Regions from separate parts of the Zea mays genome. Here all the other regions are linked to region 2. Evidence: chromatin contacts called from public Hi-C data. All regions are on one chromosome and are shown on one strand. The core of a region is the stretch at or near the end of the contact, and the rest is flanking DNA. Distances in the headings are between cores, read along the strand shown. Region 1 holds the start of LOC103627472 (membrane steroid-binding protein 1). Region 2 holds the start of LOC100384594 (Ascorbate-specific transmembrane electron transporter 2). Region 3 holds the start of LOC107522034 (Vesicle-associated protein 1-1).

Region 1 (4,439 bases), core at 229-2,728, 190 kb before region 2:
AATACATGTACCATGTAAATATATTCCATAAAAAATCCAATTACACATTTAGTATCAAAATTTATAGTGGATTTTTATAGAAATTATCTTGTTGCAAACCTATGAATCAGTTGGATTAAAATCTTAGATTTATACTAGAGCCACGATGATAGAGCCAAGGGTTATTCGTATACGAACTTGATGATCATTTGTTTAAAGAGAAAAGAGTTGTCTTTTGAACAAACAAAGTTGGAAGGAAGAAAATTCATTCTTTTTTTATTAGGAATCACTTGATATGGACAGAGCAAGAAAAAAAAATAGAAGGGACTGAATTAAAGCGCTACAACGATATAATCTCACTAGATCACCTACAATAGACATATATAATAGTTTGCACATTTTAAAATTTAGGAGGGTTTAAGGCTAGTTTAGAAACCTAATTTTTTTGAGGGATTTCTATTTTCCCAAAGTAAATTTGTTCATTTTTCTTACAAAATTAGAAATTCTTGTAAAAATAGAGTTTTCAAACAGTCCTTAGTAAGAGATTTCTCCTCTAGTTTCACATGGCAAGGTCGGTAAATTCACCTTTCCAGTTCCACTTGCTTTTGTTGACATGAAGATTACTCACTGAAATGACGACTTAATTTTCTAGTCTAATAACCATTTTCGTTTTGCTAATTCGTTTTTTCAGTCATATAAAGATTAACTGAAGACTCATGTATGAACCGTTTGCTTTTTAAAAGTAATACACCGTACTAAAGATTCTATGGGAGTTTTACGGGTGCTAGACTTCTAGTGTCTCCCGTTCCAAGTTTTTCCATGAGAAACAAAATCGAAACTGTTCAACAGGCTAGAAAGCACGTACCTGCTCTGCGTGACGTCGTAGATTTGGCCCTTGATGGCCATGAGCAGCGGTTTCTTGGGGTCGGACCCATCGTAAGCTCGGAGCTCCTCCTCTGTCACCTCGCCGAGCTGCACCGGCGGCGGCAGTGGTTCGAAGGTCCTCTCCTCCGCCGCCTCCTCCTGCCTCCTCGATGACGTCTGCGCCGGCCGCGCAAACAGTCCTGAAACCGCGACGTACAGCGCCGCGGCCACAGCCACGGCCGTGAAGAACGCCGTAGGAGTCAACCCAGTGTACACCGCGACGGCCTCCGTCGCCGCAGCCCACCACTCTGCCATGGCCATGGCCATGGGCACGGACGGAGAAAACCGGCCGGCAAGGGGAGAGGGAGAGGCAGAGGTGTAACCGACAGAGTAAGGTGGAGGGAGCAGTGCCGGTGCGAGGGAACAAGTGAAATGGGACGCGCGAACCGTGCGCCTTTTTTTCTGAGGGACAGGGAGGAGCACCGCGCGGTGGATGGGATGGAACGGAACTGGGCTGTCCGGCGCGGTCTATGACGGTGGTGACCAGGCGGGAGTCGGCGAGTCAGCGTCGGAGAGGGACTTGCAACCGCGCGGTTTTCTTCGTCTTTTCGGTTTTCATTCACCAGCCTCCCTGTCTCTCTCCTCGCTGAAGAAAGAAATGGAGAAAAAAGAACCAGATTCGGAGAATGGAGAACTGTAGATAGGTTTGCAGTCAAGTCACGTTTTCTGGAGGAAAAAAATGTCAAGTCACATTGTCCAAAATTTGACATGAGAAATCAGAATTGTGTTGTTTTGTTTCACATTGAACATCAGACTCTCGTGCCAGGAGCCCAGGACCAGGTGGAGGCGATCTTTTGTCAGGGCTCCTTTGTAAAGTACGAATTTTATAGGATTGATATAGAAATTAGTTTAAAAACACATGAAAAACGTAGAATTCAGAAAAAATCCTTTGTTCCAAAAAAACCCCTCAACTGGTGTGCTGAGGAACTCGCATCATTGGGCTTTGGGAACGTTTGTGAGCGACCGTGCGACATGAGCCCGCCTTGCTGATGCCGTGAATCACATAGCCCAGTAGCAAGTGAACTTGCGCCATGTCATGTGGGCCATTCTTCCTCATTCCTCGACTAAAGAGCTTGTTTGGTAAAGCTCTACAAAATTCAAAATACGAATCCAGATTCAGTTTTTTTAGTCACATTTTTGGATCCAGCAGCTCTAATGTGGTTCACTTTCTAGCCAAATGTTTTTTTTATCTAGCGGCTCTACCGTGGATTTGCTCCACCAAAAAAGATAGATCTGTCCGACTGTCCCTATATTCATTGGATTGGTGGTACAACTCCTAGTAGTCGAGGATTTCATTTGATCTTCCTCAACTATTATACATATCCGATTTGCTACTATTAGGTCATCTTCAGCATCCTCGTATCCATATTTAAGCTTCACTCCCACAAACAGTATAGTCTACATTGCAAACAGTGTAAGACAATGTTTTAAATGAACATAATGATAAACTGTTGGACACTATCTTATAGCTAGTTTAGATACACTCATTTCCCTCCGGTCCCTATGAAGAATCCTGGATCCACTAGCCCTTAAGAAAAAATATCAGATTTTAGTTTTCTTAAATGTTTTGTGAAGTGGTTAGTGCTTTAGAAAGTTGGTTGACGTGACACCACATTCTGTCATATATGATGCCACGTCAAGCAACGAGAAGGTAAATCGCAACAGTCCATAGATCATTAGGGCCCTGTTTGGCACGGCTTATTTTCAGCTTCTTCACAAATTTAAGCAGAAGTTCTGCCAAACAGCTAGCTTCTGCAGCAGCTTATCAGTTCAGCTGCTTCTCAGAATACACTAAAAGCAGCCAACAAGCAGAAGCTGCTTTTCACCAGCTTATCAGATAAGCTGCTTTTTCAACAAGCAGCAGCTGTGCCAAACAGTGCCTAGATCCATTAGACTAAAAAAATTGTAGATGGTTTTTGAAAAATAGCATATTGTTTTCTGGAACAAATATGCGTTTAAAATACTAAAATGTGAATTAATATTAAGAAATCATAGAAAATGTATTTTAACCTACGGAAAACTAATTCATAGTTTTCTAAAAATCATGCCCTACTTTTTTCCCCTGCTTACAATTGTTTGAATATTATATATTCTCCTAAAATTCGAAACTTGGCCAAATATTAAACAGAGGATGTATACCAAAAACCCTAAACCCTTTATCAATTCGTGACATAATAATAATGCATAATAATGGTCCCTCTGATCTGATGATCCCGTCGATTATCTCGCTTGCACAGTTGTACACGTGGTCCGTCGATGACTCAAGCTAGCGAACCGAAGTTGCCAAGGCAACATCAACTTGGACAACAGATTAGTTCGCGTCATGTATGACGCTAACGAGAAGTTTCTTTCACCCATGTGCCCGGTAAGCTCGCCCAGGAACCTGCCTGGGCGCCGCCCGTCCGGACTTGAGAGCTGAAAGGTCAACAAGCACCCCCAACCCAACCATCATCAGGAAATCCCTGCCTTGCGCTGTCTGAGTACCTAATGCTGACCCGCATCCTCTCTCGTCAACAGACCACATCAATATCAATACTAGTACTAGGATTCATCATCAGTAGTATATAAAATGAACCAGAACAACCTATCTGTCTGCAAATGCACTCGTTTCAGGCCTGACGTCCGTCTCCAACTCGACTACTATACTACCGCCGCGCTCTGCTCCTGCACCAGCCGGGTCAGCTGAACTGAGCATCATATCATGGAGGGAGGAGCCGTTCCCAAGCCATCGGAGAAGAGGTGCACTGTGCACACATAGCACGACATGAGAGCTTCTGTCGTCCGACCGGCAGCAGGCAGCAGCTGAGTTCATGCGCGCTTATTTACTTCCATTTTCTTGTGCGTGGTCAGGGTGGCCCTCGTCACGGGCGGGAACCGGGGCATGGGGTTCGAGATATGCCGGCAGCTGGCGTCCAGCGGCCTCACCGTCGTCCTCACCGCGCGGAGCGAGACGCGGGGCGCCGAGGCGGCCCGCGAGCTTCACGGCTTCGGCCTGCCTGACGTCGTGTCCCACCAGCTGGACGTCACGGAGCCCACCAGCGCTGCTCGTCTGGCTGATTTCGTCAGGACCAAGTTCGGCAAGCTCGATGTGTTGGTACGTACGGCCCCTCCGATCCGTCGACTTCTGAGTTCTGACCGTCGTCGACTTCGTGCGCATAAACTGGTTCACAAATCACACGCTGCAGGTCAACAACGCGGGAATCATGGGGGTGACGATGGAGGTTGGCGACGACGAGGCAGCCGTCAAAGAAATGGTACGTAAATAAACAGAGATGGAAATTAATGCCAGCATATGTATACCGTAACTGTAACTCCATAGCAGCTGAGCTGGGTATACATTTGGGTGGTGTAAGTTAGTGTTAGACACTAACGCAATTTTGGCTGGCTGCATCGAAACAGATGGTAGGCAAGGACCAGAACGAGATTGCAGAGTGGCTGAAGCAGCGGACCACGCAGAGCGCCGAGCAAGCGGAGGAATGCGTCAGGATCAACTACCACGGCACCAAAACCGTCACGGAAGCGCTCCTCCCACTCGT
Region 2 (4,158 bases), core at 311-2,810:
CCTGAATACCATACAAAGTAATCGTCCCTATCCCAATCCAAGAGTGCAAACTGTAAAGATTGGCAATCCCACTCTCATTATGATTTTTGAAGGCGAAATATATTCCAACCGCACCAAGGACAAGTGCAATCCCGTGGAGAACTAGATGGATCAGCTTATTTGTCTCGTGGTTCGATGTTGGAAGTACCCTGTATACCATTATAGCTGACAACGACGAACAAGATGTTACTAAACTAAAATCTGTCATGTGACAGAAAAGAGAAGCCTGGAAAACATTTAAATCATTTACCTTCGCCGCCGATGATAATATAACCGATAAGCATAAGAACAGGGTGAACCTGCAATGTTTAACATGTGATGGACTCTAAATCAACTTATTATTCTGATTCAGTTTCAAAAAATAAAAACTTATTGCTCTGATTCACTAAAAACTGTACAGACGAAACAAATGGTTAGCTTGAAGCAATAGATAGGGTTTCGTGATTTGAAAGGTAATTGATGAAACCTCAGGAGGGCAGGCAGACAGCAAAATGCTTTCTAACTAACATAGGCCACAACCTCAGCCAAATAAACACGTATTAAGTGCTCTGCTAGTTTTAGCTAGAGATTCTGAATAGCGGCATAATTGAAGTCCTGGATTGCAGAGAACTGAAGGTCCAAAAGCTGATGGCTCTTTGTGAATTCTAGCTCATGGCCTCTCTCTCTCTCTCTCTCTCTCTAGTTTGAGAGGATTCGTGGATCGTAGAATCTGGGCGAGCTGGATTGTGTAATTTAGTACTCCACAATCCAGCTCGTGCAGCAGCCTATGTGTAATTTAGTAGAAAGCTACTACGGGGTATAAAAGATAGAATCCACAATCTCTGACTGAAGCAAAGAAAGCTAGAATCCACACGCTCGCCGACAGAACTGCACAATAACACTTCTTGATAATTCTATAATTCTACTAGATTTAAATTTCCTCACTTTTCTAGCTCGTGAAGCAGCCTACACGCGCTCACGTCGACGCGACGTCAAAGGGGAAAGAAAGCAAACAAAAGGGAAAACACGCGTCCCCAAAACAAGTTGTCGGCGTTGAAGCAACCAGCGCGGGGAGGGGAGAGGCAGTAGTACCCACGTTGAAGATGAGGTTCTTGTTGGTGGCCTCGATGGCGAGCCCACCGCGGAAGTAGATGGCCCAGACCAACACCATGGCCGCCGCCGCGACGGCCAGCGCGTGCGCCGCGTACGTGAAGGGCGCCGCCCGCACGCCAAGGCCAAGCCCCATGACGTTTTCTTCGCTTTCCTCTTCGTCGCCCCCTTTGCCTTGCCACCCGCGGCGCGCTGCTGCTGGCACAGTGCCACCAACGCTCAACGGCGTCCGACGCAACGACTGGAGGGACTGAATGCGGGAGCGTGGTGTCCCCGCACCGTCGTCTCCTATAAAAATGGCAGGGATTTCGTTGGTTTTTGTTGTTTGGTTTTTTCGCTGTCACTAGAGCATTCTATCGAACATGTTCGGTGTACGAGTACCTTATATAACTTGGTTCATATCTGTAGATTCTCGTGCTACCGAGAGCTCAAGTTTTTAGCTTGTTACTTCTAGCGTGATCCGTAGCCTTCGTGTGTGTTGAGATTTGAGAAGAATCAAGGTGCCACCTGCGTCCGCGGGACCCAGCGCGAGAAAGCAACAGCAAATCGCTAGCGCGGAAAAAACTTGCACCGGTCTGGCGACGACCGGTGGGTTGTTGGAACTCGTGACCAAGAGCTGTGCTACCCTTTGAAGACCAGAGGATAGCATACTTCGTCTTCTCCTGTGCTCTGGTGTTATCAGGCTTGGTGACGTGGTCAGTGGTCACTAGCATGGGTCTCTGATTCTCCGTCCGCCGACTACAAGGTTACAGGTAAACTTCGTGAGGATCGCTGGCTGATGGTAACTGATTGCGGAAAACTGGCATGAGGGCCGCGTGAGAGTTCAGAACTCGGCGTTTGCGTTTTGCAGCCCTGCTCCCGCGTCTTCCTCGTCGTTTCGTAATGATCCTATAATTAACCTAGCGTTTGATGTCATAAGCATAAGGGCATTTGGTCTAGTGGTATGATTCTCGCTTTGGGTGCGAGAGGTCCCGAGTTCGATTCTCGGAATGCCCCTATATTTATAAAATATTTTTTTTATTTCTGTTGATTGTCTGGGCTGCTTTTTTGTTGCAATTTCTTTTGCTGGTTCAGACACATGAATATGATTGATATATTTATTTCCATGTACTAGTTTGGAACATGGTAACGATATTGGTATATATAGAGGCAAAATAGTACTTAACTCCACGACTTCCGCACAGAATTACAAAAAATGTGGTGCTAACTGCTAGAGCTGTTTACGCTGCCGTTTCAGCCAAAAAAAATGATGTGTATTCTAGCTTTTATTCGCTAGTGGGAACTGCTGCTTGGCTCGTTCGTCTGCTGCGGGCCGCTGGCCGGAACATCCGGCTGCGCCGTCGACTGAGAGTTGCCCGCGTCTCCGGCCGGCGCACTGTGCTCGTTATCATCGTCTCGCTTATTTTCATTCGCGTCCACGACGGGTGCCGATGCCCGGCCGGCGTGCCGCGCCTGGGGAGGAAGCCGGTCCAAACGGGCCTTGGCGTGGGCGCTTCGGGAACTGGTCGCGGCCTGCTCGGAACGGGCGGGGGGCCGGAAACCGGCGCTGCGGCGCAGGTGGACGTTGTTGCCCTTGGGAGTAGAACGGGTGGGGGCATGACTGACGGCTGACGCTGCTGCGGCGCGGGCGGACCGCGGACGTCCTTGGAAGTGGAACGTCCCGTATACCGGCGTCTCGTGGTACTGCGACCCGAATGCGGTCTGGCCTCCGACTCCGACCAACGAACGGGGAATCGGCGCCGGCGGACGGTTCTCCAGCACTTTCGCCGGCAGATCGCCTCTGTTCGTCAGGTACTCCGCGGCGAGGCGGCCGGTAGCCATCAGAACGGCTTCACTCTCTTGCGGTGCCATCTGCAGTTCAGGCGGCACCGGGGGGCGGTAGGGTGGACCTGGCCCGTAGCCGAAGCCGCTGCCATATAGTACCCTCGTCCTGGCTGCATCGTCGGTCGTAATTAGACGGGACTCTGTTTCTTGACGTCCAGAAGACGAACGCGTGCCGACTGAACTTGAGGCATCGAGGGGTTAGGCTTGTTCGGTTATTTTCAATCCATATGGATTGAAAGGGATTGATACGGATTAAACGAATTTTGATTTACTAGAGATTGAAACCCCCTCAATTCCTCTTAATCCATATGGATTAGAGTAGAACCGAACATAGAGCGAGTTCGATATTCGTCTCCGACTCGGGCACACAGGAGTTTTTTTTTTAATTCTCTTTTTCGAGGAACTCACTGATAGTCACAGTATGTCCTTGTTTTTTTAAGAAAATAACAATGTGGCCTAGTTTTTTTTAAAAAATAGCAATGTAGCCTAGCATCTATCAATCTTTATACTCGGATCAAAAACAAATTCTAATCTGCAAATTTCAAGTGTTTGTGGCTTTGTGTCGGCCTGTTTGTTTCAGCTTTTTTAAGATTTTGCACTTTTTAGCTTTTGAATTTTCTAAAACCTAAACAACTTTCATAGGTTAAAAGCCCTAAAGTTCATCCTAGTGAGCTTCATAGGGTTTTTCACTTTTGAATGGTCCAAAAAATTGAAGTTCAAAATCTCTAAAAAGCAGAAACAAACAAGCCCAAAGCGATAGCCCAAGTACCTATCTGTTGAAGGCCCTGTTTGCAATAGCTCCAGCTCCAGAAATTTCGTGGAGTTGATGGAGCATGTCATTAGGTGCTCCAGAAAATCGTGAAGCTAGCATTGTAGGTTTTTAGAAGACATTTAGATAAGTTATTTTATTTATTATATAGATTAAAATAGTTTTAAAACTATTTAAATTGATATTATAAACTACAGCTTTACATTGGAGCTGGAACCTAGAGACATCCTAAACATCCCCTAAGATATCGAATTAAGCAGTAGACTAGTGACATATAAGCCTGAAAATGAAGCCAAACAAATGGGATAGACAAAAGACCTTTGAGGATACGCACCTTTGGGGATATGCCAATAATGCCATACCCTCACAGTTTCAGAAAATGAATAGCTATCCATGCCGCCATGCGAGCATCATAAATGCAAACACATGTCAACAAG
Region 3 (4,542 bases), core at 1,476-3,975, 220 kb after region 2:
GCTTGTTGTTCAGCTCAACAGCAGAATTCTTCTCCTCCATCAGTTTCGAAATCAAAGCAAATGGCTACAGAGGCATAAATAGACCATGTCAAGCCTGTAATGGAGTCCATGTAACCTACCAAGGACTCGATTGCTTTGCTTTTAAAAATTTGCTGACAAGCTGAAGAATTCGATACAGGTAGAATGCTAATACATGAGAGCACAACACCGCTAATTAATGTATGTTTACATCTAATTTTATACAGATATAAGAGAACAAATAATTGATGAACTAACGCTGGAAAACTGCAGTTAAGAACACTGTAGCCACACAACAATAATCAAAAGGCTGCAAATGTGGACTACAAGAAGATTGAACGATTCCAGTTAAATATGCTATAACCGATAAGAGAATAAGTCAAATTAACAGTTTGAAGTGAAGCAATGCTATGGCCTTATAATTGAATGCTATTTGAGAGACTATCCATAGGATATGTCATTTGGAAACAGCATATTCAATATTGATTGCTTCAAGTAGAATGCAATTAGATAAACTATCTAAGATAGGCTATCTGTAATTTCTGAATCTTCAAAAGTTTTCATCCAATGGCAAACAGATACCGAAATGAGCTCAAGTGATACATTTAGAGCAATGATTAATTCCATCTACTTCTTTGCAATATTTAAGCAAATGGATTGCTGACGCTACAAATTTGATCACTTTTGAGGTACGAGTATTTCAAGTGCAAAAGTACTACACCTAGGATCTTTAGTAGGTACAGCTTGACAATGTTTATATAAAAGAGGTTCACCTCAGAGATTATTTTTTCTGATTCTTTGGGTTCTTTTGTTTCCTGCAAAGAAAGAATCACTTTCACTTTTAGAAGGTGGATATTGGAGAGAATCACTTATCAGTGCAAAAATGCCAAAATGTTAGTCAGGCAGGCAGTAGGCAGTAGCCCAACTGTTCGTTGGCACAGATCATGAAATACATGCTGTAATTATATAAGAGTAAATTCAAATACCAAAAAAAGAATTTGACATGGGTTGAAAACTGCAATTTTTGGTGCCTATTTTAGAAACCTATAGTTATTTTGACATCTTATTGCAGAAAAACTGCATGTTAGGTTTCTGCAATATGCCCCAAAGTTGAAGTTTTTGCAACCTAAGTGTAAATACTTGTAGGTTTTTTTGAAATCTACTCCTTATATAACAATCAACACTAAACTCAAATTCTTACCTCTTGATAACTCAAACTGCCGAGATTACCATCCTCAAATCCCTCGCTTTGAGAGGACGATGGCGCTGTATAAACTACCTTCAACTTCACTTCATCCACTATATTGCCTGAATCTTTGGTAAACTACATAACCCATCATTAAGATTTTTTTTTAGTGAACAGAAGGAGCACCCCCCTATAAAATGATAAAGAAAACTACCAACACACTAAAATGCGACTTATTACCATGTCTCCAGTGACTTCCTTCGGCATGGTCTCCTTGGCCACGATGGCGCTCTGCACAAGGAATTTGTCCTTGCAATGCATGTCCGGTGGCGCGTCCCGCTGCGCTTGCATTGTGACTGAAAATCCAACGATTCACGGTGGGTATAAGATGTGGAAATAAAGGGCAGCTATGCCATGACAATCATGCGAGGCACTAAATTACCAACAACGTCAGCTTTGGACCGGGGCGCCACCATGCCGTTGTTTGGCCGAACACAGTACTTTTTGGGGCTCGTTGTCTTGACCTACAGTCGGGCGGTGTCGCACAAGCTCAGTCCACTACGGGTACGGTACCATTTTGTTTCGCGTGGCTGGCTTCTCCTGCCCGGGAACGCGCAGGAAAGGATTCGTTTTACCTTGAACGCGACCTGCTTGTCTGTCTTGTTCGTCAGCTGCAGCGTGCAGGAGATCTGCTTATTTAACTCGACTGCATGATTCAGAGAGGAGAAGGAAATCAGGAAAGGAATGAACAGTACAGGACGGGACGACTGCATGTTACCTCGAAATGATTAGGAAGCAACAGAACACATGTCGAAATGAACCGCAGAAAGGATAAAAAGATGATGAACACCCGAGAAACAGCCAGTAGAAGATTATCGAATGGGCGTTCGACAGAGCGCAATAAAATTTCCCCCGAATAGCTAGCGAAGCTATGTTCGCTATGGCGACTACTGAGAAATTTTCAAGGAAACCAATAGAATCCGCGCGCCGCGAGGAAGGAAAAAAATAAATAGCAAAAATAAAAGACGCATACATGGGAACCGGAGGTCGACGGGGTCGATCCCGAGCAGCTCTCCTGACTCGGTGCTCATCCTGGAACAGAAACTCCTGCGCAATCGAACGGGACGCAATCCGCGGTGGTGGTGGGAGCGGCGAGGTGGGGATTCGGAATTTCGATGCCTCCCCTCCGTCTCTCTCTCTCTCTGTGTTTTTTTTTCTCCGTCTACCTATATTCCTGAGGCACCTATTCCTGAAGCAGTGGAGCAGAGGAGGAAGCGGAGGAAAACGAAGGGTCGAAACCGGGGAAAAGCTCGGGATTTTGGAAGGGGCGAGAAGCAGCCCTGGGCCCTGGCTGCTACCGCTACCGCTACCGCTACCGCACACCGGCGACGTGGCTACGCAGAATACTCGTGTGAACGGACACGTCCCCGCGACGCGAGTTTGAGGCGGGGAGGATGAGGATGCGCGTCGGTCTCTCTCTCTTTCGCTCCCCGAGCTATCTGAGGTTCTGAGCTACTCCTCCTATCTGCCGGCCCGCCCATTTTCCTCCGGAGGATTCAGAAGGCGGTTGCGGCGTCTACATCCGAGGCCGTTTCGCGTCCGGGTCGCCAGTTCTACCAACGTGCTGGATCCGGTTCGAATCGGTCGCGAGTCGCACCGATCGTCTCGTCTGGGTTCGAATCCGGGCCTCGTTTCCGCGACCGCGCCGCGCGTCAACGGCACTTCCTGCTCCCGGCGGCAGCCATACGCAAGTCGCGCGAGGTGTCGCGCTCCAGCAGGCCACATCGGCCGGGCTGCAGTTAGGTCCCGTGCCGCCATCTTCGAACGACCGTTTTATAGCGAACGTCGTCAGTATTGACCAGCGCGCGTGTTGTTGTTGCTACTGGTCCTTTTCATAGAGCCAGTTGTGAAGTGATGCTACGAGTCTCCGGAGAGTTCCGAGCTTGCAACTGCAGGCGACCCTGTTGGCTGGCTGGTACGGTGCTGCTATTCTTGAACCGGCACGGAAGCGCTTCTGACTTCTGGTTCCTGTTCTCCGCACGGCTGGAGCTGGACAACTGGGGATGCGGATACGGACTCTACAAAATGGACAAACGGGAATATCCGATCACAGATAGAGTTCTACTTTTCACGAATATAAAATGGCTCTATTTGTTTCAGTTTTTTTTTAAAAAAACTTCTAGCCACTAAAGCTGCTGCAGACAACGCTCAACTTTTCGGCCTGTGTTTATGAAAATTATTTTAGTCAAAATCATTCAAAATCAAAGTAAACAAAAAATTGACCGAGTCGTTGTGATAGTAGGAAACTGTAACTTTGGTACATTTTAAACCCTATTTGACCATTTTATCTTCATCCACACATAATTTCCATAATATTCAGATCCAATTTTTTTCACAGCCAGATTCTCATAAAAGCTTAAAAAAAAACTGAATCAAATAGGCTCAATATCCGCATAACAACATGCCAAATTAAGGCAACAGTAATACTACCTGACACTCTGGGGGAATAGAAAAGGGGCTGAATGTGGATGATCCTGATCCTTGATGCTGATGTTGCTCCGTCTGTCTGGATTATTCATTTATAAACGAGCACTTTTAGCCTATTCCCAGTCAAAAGTACCTGTATTTTATTGCATCTACAATTCCCGGGTGTTATTGGGGCTATTGTTTCTTGCCATTGAGAACTCATTCAGCGACGATAGAAGAGGTATTGATGCAAGTGTAGAGGCTGTTTGGTTGCATAGTATTTTTATACTTTTAAAGCAATACTATGATATTGTACAATACTATGGTTTTAGAAGCCAAAAGGTGTTTGGTTGGTGCTATCAAAACTCTGTTTTGAATATCATAGTTTACCTAAAACTGTAGTATTTTTGGAGTTCTGGATACTGAGGTCTAGACCTCAGTTTTCCTTGGTTTTCTTCCGTCACCGGCCTCTGCCACGATGGCCCGATCACCCGCCGTCCACTCCTCATGCAGTTATTACTAGGTTTCTAAACTTTGGAACCAAACAAGCATCGGTTTCCATGAAAACTGTGAAAAAACATGGTATTTAAAAAACATAGTATTTATGTCACGACAATTATAAACCACAATATTTGGAAACCATGGTTTCGAAAGACTTTGATTCCAAAGAGGCCCGTAGAGTTTTGTTCTGTGATAAAGACAAAATTGGGTGCCCAGTCATGGGTCCTGAGATGGACTGCTGTGATTCAACTGATGATATATATATGCTGGCGGGCGGTTCTATGTGGAGTTGAAAACAAGCAGAGAGTTTTTTTTAAAAGGCATGAATTGTTAAGCTCTGCTGTCGCTTCTTTAAATAGTAATAATGTTTT

What was found. Hi-C and Micro-C count contacts between places; a contact is called where the count stands out from the background.
Region 1: a contact with region 2 is called in a Hi-C map of tassel, with 2.2 times the contacts expected there. The contact joins the promoter of LOC103627472 here to the promoter of LOC100384594 in region 2. A contact is called at or near these places in 2 of 25 Hi-C or Micro-C datasets (bundle sheath and tassel).
Region 3: a Hi-C map of ear shows a contact between it and region 2, with 3 times the contacts expected there. The contact joins the promoter of LOC107522034 here to the promoter of LOC100384594 in region 2. A contact is called at or near these places in 7 of 25 Hi-C or Micro-C datasets (ear, endosperm, leaf and 1 more) and 1 of 3 datasets of contacts at active chromatin or transcription factors (leaf).

Annotation. Positions count from the first base shown.
Region 1 is chr5:192,896,640-192,901,078 of Zm-B73-REFERENCE-NAM-5.0, forward strand. LOC103627472 (membrane steroid-binding protein 1) reads right to left here and starts at 1,479. Exons shown (of 2, transcript XM_008647763.4): 1 at 845-1,479. The coding sequence starts at 1,170. It overlaps LOC100281076, which reads left to right and starts at 3,498. Exons shown (of 5, transcript NM_001153995.2): 1 at 3,498-3,642; 2 at 3,754-3,997; 3 at 4,089-4,157; 4 at 4,303-4,439. The coding sequence starts at 3,605.
Region 2 is chr5:193,083,296-193,087,453 of Zm-B73-REFERENCE-NAM-5.0, forward strand. It overlaps LOC100384594 (Ascorbate-specific transmembrane electron transporter 2), which reads right to left and starts at 1,561. Exons shown (of 4, transcript NM_001177098.1): 1 at 1,115-1,561; 2 at 290-338; 3 at 2-204. The coding sequence starts at 1,264. It overlaps TRNAP-UGG (transfer RNA proline (anticodon UGG)), which reads left to right and starts at 2,053; the gene lies at 2,053-2,124. It also overlaps a transcript of LOC103627474 not described here.
Region 3 is chr5:193,300,787-193,305,328 of Zm-B73-REFERENCE-NAM-5.0, forward strand. LOC107522034 (Vesicle-associated protein 1-1) reads right to left here and starts at 2,726. Exons shown (of 8, transcript NM_001322276.1): 1 at 2,238-2,726; 2 at 1,840-1,910; 3 at 1,647-1,728; 4 at 1,445-1,560; 5 at 1,220-1,342; 6 at 792-833; 7 at 1-64. The coding sequence starts at 2,295.